Regions from separate parts of the Mus musculus genome. Here region 1 is linked to region 2. Evidence: chromatin contacts called from public HiChIP or PLAC-seq data. All regions are on one chromosome and are shown on one strand. The core of a region is the stretch at or near the end of the contact, and the rest is flanking DNA. Distances in the headings are between cores, read along the strand shown.

Region 1 (3,025 bases), core at 356-2,855, 300 kb before region 2:
CACTTTAATGCCTCCCTCCTGCCAGGCCTTTGCAGCGTCACACACCAAATGCTTGGGGGGATGTCTTCCTCCAAATGCTACTGGAGGCCCCAGCTCAAATGTCACCTCTTTCAGGATGCCTTCCTAGATTGCACCCTAGGGTCCCACATTGACAGGTGCTGTCTCTGAACTTCAAGTTGCAAGGTACCCAGCTTAAGGTGTCAGGACACTCATTAGCACCATGGATCTTGTTCCTGTCCCTGATTGGGCCTGGCAGAGGATAGCACTGGCCTGGGACTCTCATTCCACCCTGCCTGCCATCTGGGGAGGGAATTGGGCTTGGGGGAGGGACACAGACTAGCTCCAGACTCTGGCTGGGGTCAAGCTCAAGCCTGGCACCCCCAAACACACAAGAACCTTGAGACCCATGGCCTGAGCTGCAGCCTCTAAGCCTACAGAGTGTGCAGGAGGAGGCATGGGGCTGCCAAGTCCTTCGGCAGCTGCCCAGGGGGGGAGGAGTGTCCCAGGGCCTGGACAGCCACCAGCATGTCCTAGGAGATCACTCCCCTCTACATGCCCCACCCCTCCTGGTAACCTGAGTCCCTCTGTCCCACAGACACCTGCTTCTTTGGTCTAAAATAACTTGGGTCGTGAGGAGGCCTCCGGAAAGCCAGGGGTCCCAGACAAGAGTAAGGTTACAGGACTACGCAGCCAGGCCTTATAAGGTTCCCTGGGTCAGGGCCCCAGTGCTCCTAATATGACTGTCTTCTAGGTGGCTCAAGGAGCAGAGGCCCCAGGGGACACACTTCCCCAATCTCTATGCCTGTTTGTCCCAGGTGCTTGCTCAGCAAAAGCCCTCATAGAGGCTAGCTATCAGACAGGGTTCAAGTCAAACCCTATCACTCAGCTGTGTGACCTTGGGCAGCTGATGTCCCCTCTCTGGCCAGCCTTGCTGATGCTGAAGCATCCTGGGTAAGCTGAGTGGACCTGTGAGTCAGGCAGGAGGGTTCCTGCGGAGCCCCTGATTGGGCAGGAGGTGCTGGCAGAGCTCCAACATCCAGGAGCCCCAGATCCTCACAACACTTGGTGGCATTACAATTCTTGTGAACACACAGGCTGACCCTATCCAGGTCCTCTGGGACAAGGAGATAGGCCTCTGTCCTTCCCTTGTCCCTTAGGGCCTCAGCACAGAATTGCCAAGGGCATGGGTGGAACTGAAGCCCCAGGAATACCAGCTGGGACAAAGAGGGTCTGGGAAGCTGAGAGTACCAGGACACACACACACACACACACACTTGAGCACACATGCACACACATTGCCACAGGGTACATGCACCCAGAGCTGATAGCTGATAGGATACACATGCAAACACACACAGCTCATAACCATGGATACAAACATTCAAGACACACAGAACCCAAGGGTAGCCTGATACCAGCAACCCCACCTTCCCACAGGTGATGTCTCCCCACACCTCTTAGAGGCTTCCACGCGGGCAGACAATGGAGCAGACACACACTGACCTGGGGGAGGGTGTGGTGGGCGCTGGGGCCAGTGAGTGCCCTGCCTGTCCTCTCAGCCGCCTGCAAAGGCGACTATTTATAAGGCTGTCAGCGCGCACGCATGGCATGCTGGGAGCCAGCACTCTGGCGAGATGGCAGAGAGAAGGGAGGAGGGAGGGAGCCGGGGGAAGGAGGAGGAGAGAGAAGAAAGCAGGAACTCTCATGGAAAGCTTAGGAGTGAGCGTCCCCACCAGGCACTCCCTGGGACTAAACCTGCACACAGTGTGTCTGCCACCACTCTATGCCCGCACGACTCTCCACAGACAAGGGTTCTTTAGCTGGGTCAGCTGATGCTCAGACAAGTTGGTGTGTTTAATCTCAGCGTTTAATCAAGGAGACCAGACCAGGGAAGTAAGGAGGGAGGGGGACCAGGGTGTAAACTTTGTTGTTCCAGGGTCACCATCCTCAGGCTCTGAGACCCCCTACCCTGAGACATCTCCCCTATTGGAAATGACTCTTTGAGCTCCTCCTGGATCCTGACTATCTGGTGGCTAGGTAGATGATAAGCCAGCCTTGAACTCTCCATGGTTGAACATGGAGAAAGAACACTCAGAAAGCTTTGTGTATCCAGATTGGGGTTTGCTAAGAATGAGGACTCTCATTTCTGAGTACCCGGTGGAGCACGATGATGCCAACAGCAGACTCCAGCTGTGCCCAGGGAACCCCTAAGCACAGAGCAGGACCCAGAGGCCACCTGAGACTCCCCGTGTGGAAAGCCATGTGCCTAATTAGGGAGCTCTCTACAGGAGAAGTGGTACAGGGTGCTGGTGCTCAAAGCATAGCAGGACAGAGGGATCGGCTCACATAAGGCCTCCAAAGCATGGCTCCGAACAGCAAAATAGGGTGAAACTGGAAACTTTTGTAAATGCTTGGGAGCCACAGACAACCAGTTTGGGTGGTGCCTGAACACCAGTAGCAGCCTGCATACCAAGGTCCTGCCACTGTGGGGGCAGATGGACTGGGCCATCTGTCCTGTGCTGGCCTGAAAGGCTACTCCCAATACTTAGGCTGGTGTGTGCATTGCACAACTTTCGGGGAAAGCAGATTGATTTTATCAGCTCCTACATCAGAAACCCATTCAGGAACAGGATTTACACAGGAAGGTTCTTAAGCCCAGTGGCGGGGACTGACTGGGGCCATAGCACAGAAGGGTGCATGGGAGCTGCTACTCACTCAGAGCAGCTCTGGGTGAGAAGGGAAACCTCACTTGCTGGGGTAGCAGGCACCTGTGAGAGACATGATGCACACCTGCCCAGGTCCAATCTCACCTGAATAAAAATGATTCTGAATGCAGGCTGGATAGAGGTGATGGAACTTGGTGAGAGTAGTGCCCAGTGTAGGAAGCCCTGGGCTCACGCCATGTGTACTGGATAAGGCAGCTTGAACCTATGATCCTGGTACTAGAGGGATACAGAAGGGGATCAGAAATTCCAGGTCTGGGGTTGGAGAGATGGCTCAGCGGTTGGAAAAAGAAAAAGGCTGG
Region 2 (2,926 bases), core at 152-2,651:
TCCTCCACCCCAAATTGAAATCTCACTATGTAGCCTAAGCTGGCCACAAACCTATGATCCTCCTGCCTCGTCCTCTGGAGTGTACCTACCCCCTGCATCCAGATTCCAGATCCTTCCTTTTTCTTTGTCTATCTGGCATCCTTGGCTTCCTGGTGGTCTGTGCAGCCATCCCCCTGAGGCCTTCCTCTGTCTGTCTGTCTGTCTGTCTGTTTGCTAAGTCTCTGGCTGGCCTTGGGCCCTCACAGCCGATCCACCTTTTGCATTTCTGTTTCTGAAATATTCATTCATTCACAGATTTAGACACCAGATGTTGTCTTTGGGAAGAGCAGAGATATTTGGGCCTCCTGAGGCTCAGAACAGGGTCTCACTATGTAGCCTGGAACTCACTCTGTAGACCAGGCTGGCCTCAGACTCAGAGATCCGCCTGCCTCTACCTCCCAAGGGCTGGGATTAAAGGCCGGCACCACTTACCCACTCTTTGATTGTCTGTTACCTCTCTAAACTTACCTTGGTGCTCCACCTTCCTGTTCCCTCACCCCACCCATGTCCTCGTGCATATCCCTTCTCCACCATGTATCCTTGGTTCTCTTTCATGTTTTTAAGTCCTTATTATGCCAAATGTCCTTAGGAACAGCTGTGTTCCAGGATTCCTGGAAAGTGGCGTAAGAAGGTGAAAGAGGATCGCTCTGAATTTGAGGCCAGATAGCAAGTAGCAAGTCCCAGGACAGCCAGGACTACATAGAGGGATCCTGTCTTGATAACTTTCTTCGGGGGGGTGGGGGGGGAGAGCATGAGAACCCCAGGAAGCCCAAGGTCCAGCTAGCTTGGTGTGTGCAACGGTAAATAGCAAGAGACCTTGTCTCAACCAAGGTAGCCGGCAAGCAAGGAAAGCCATGGTTATTATCTTCTGATCTCCATGTGCACACGCGGTATACACACCGCTCTCACCCACGTCTGCCCACAAATCACTTCAGTGTGATGCTACCCAGCATCCCACCTCCTTCTCCCCTCCATTCCTCTCTCCCTCCAACTGTCCCCCTCCAACTGTGTCCCTCCAACTGTGTATGTGTGAGTGTTAGGACTTACATAGCCCAGGCTGCTTTGAATTCACTACGTAGCAGAGGATAAACTTGCAGTCCTACTCCTCCTGCTCCTCCCCTATGAATGCTCAGATTACAGGAATGAGCCACCATGCCCACTTTATGTGGTGTTTGTTAGAGAGTGAAGCCAGGGCTTCCTGCGTGCTAGGCAAGGACGCTGTCACCTGAGCCACACCCCCAGCTTCAGCGCTACCTCTAGGAACCATATTCTTCCGGTGCATTGTGCCTTTCTCTCAACAACACTCACACTATTGAGCATCTGCTGGCTCTCTGACATGCTGAAGGAGTGACTCACTTCAGTGTAATTTGTGTTCGCCAGTCCTTCAGGTCCAGAAGTGCTTCCTCAGCAGAATGTCCGCCTCAGGAAGGACAGGCCCCAGCTCACAGGAAGGGAGGAAGAGGACTTAGGGGTGGACCCAGCAGTCACTTTCATCAAGACTCAAGGCTGGACGTGGTGGCATTTGCCTGGAACCCCAGCTCTTTGGAGGTGGAGGCAGAAAGATCAGGCACTCAAAGCTAGCCTCAGCTACCTAAAGAATTTGAAGCCAGACTTGGGCTATGTAAGACCCTGTCTCATAAACCAAACCAAAACAAACCACAGCAAAACAAAAGACCCAAATACAAGTATCGTCACACTTCAGAATTTGTAGTGTGTGTGTGTGTGTGTGTGTGTGTGTGTTGTGTTTCTCCACAACAGTCTAGAATTTTCCTATGCTTTTGAACATCTATAGAGTCTTTCATTGTCAGGCCACCTAATCTATTTCACTTTCTAATGGTCATTGCCTTGTTCCCAAATTTCTTCCATTACAAATTATACCACACCCAAGCTTGTAGACATAGGCCTATTGTCCCTGGTACTGGGTACTGGGAAGACTGAGGTTGGAGGAGCACTTACACCCCAGAGTTCAAGACTAGCCTGGGCAGTGAACATAAACATCTTGTGTATGTGTGTGTGTGTGTGTGTGTGTGTGAGAGAGAGAGAGAGAGAGAGAGAGAGAGAGAGAGAACTTTACCCACCTTGGACGCTCTGGCTCCTAGATCTTTGATTATTCGATGAGCTTATCTGAGATACAGTTCTAGAAAGGTTAACTTTAATGTTAAGCATTACCAGGTCACCTTCCACAAGTAACACTAATTACTCACAGCAGCTCCTGCCTCACTTATGTAGGTAACTGTGTTCCATCCACCACAGTACAAAAACAAGAGTTACAGCGCTGGGTCTGGGGAGATGGCTCAGAGATTAAGAGCACTGACTGGCTGCCAGGGTTTGGTTCCCAGAACCGACATGGCAGCCCACAACCACCTGTAACTCCAGTTTTAGGTGACTGGACGCCCTCTTCTGGCCTCTGGAGGCACTGTATGTAAGTGATGCATACAGAGGCATGCAGACAAAACATCCATACACATAACATAAATAATAATCCGTAAATCTTTTCAAAAGTAAAAAAAAAAAAGAGCTACAGTTCCATCTTCCTATGCACATGCTATCCTAACCTTTATTAACACTTACTATTCATTAGGGTTAAGAAAGATCTGCTGGGCGTGGTGGTGCACGCCTTTAATCCCAGCACTTGGGAGGCAGAGGCAGGTGGATTTCTGAGTTCGAGGCCAGCCTGGTCTATGAAGTGAGTTCCAGGACAGCCAGGGCTACACAGAGAAACCCTGTCTCTAAAAAAAAGAAGTTGGGGGGAGATATTTCTGATTTGACTAGGAGCTCTTTATGAACAAGGGTGGACAATTTTTGCATATTTTAAGACTGTTTTATTAGCATATATTAATTATATATAAAATAATGATTTCAGTTTTTGCATACTTTTTTTTTTCGA

What was found. HiChIP or PLAC-seq counts read pairs in DNA pulled down with a chosen protein or histone mark.
Region 1: an HNF4G HiChIP or PLAC-seq map of pancreatic cancer cells shows a contact between it and region 2. The contact joins the promoter of Ak1 here to the enhancer-like site in region 2. A contact is called at or near these places in 2 of 39 promoter capture datasets (both in liver), 1 of 484 Hi-C or Micro-C datasets (embryonic stem cells), 4 of 115 datasets of contacts at active chromatin or transcription factors (embryonic limb bud, embryonic stem cells and pancreatic cancer cells) and 2 of 9 other capture datasets (liver and pancreatic islet).

The regions. Positions count from the first base shown.
Region 1 is chr2:32,624,017-32,627,041 of GRCm38.p6, reverse strand. It overlaps Ak1 (adenylate kinase 1), which reads right to left and starts at 1,605. Exons shown (of 7, transcript NM_001198791.1): 1 at 1,504-1,605.
Region 2 is chr2:32,324,031-32,326,956 of GRCm38.p6, reverse strand. The region is part of intron 11 of Dnm1 (dynamin 1); the gene reads left to right. Among named protein-coding and RNA genes, the nearest start is that of Mir199b, 7.0 kb to the right of the region's middle. Within about 2 kb of position 1,401, at least 56 of the 459 cell types and tissues checked have an H3K27ac peak or open chromatin away from gene starts, as enhancers often do. A contact at or near this core is called in pancreatic cancer cells, where this site is marked.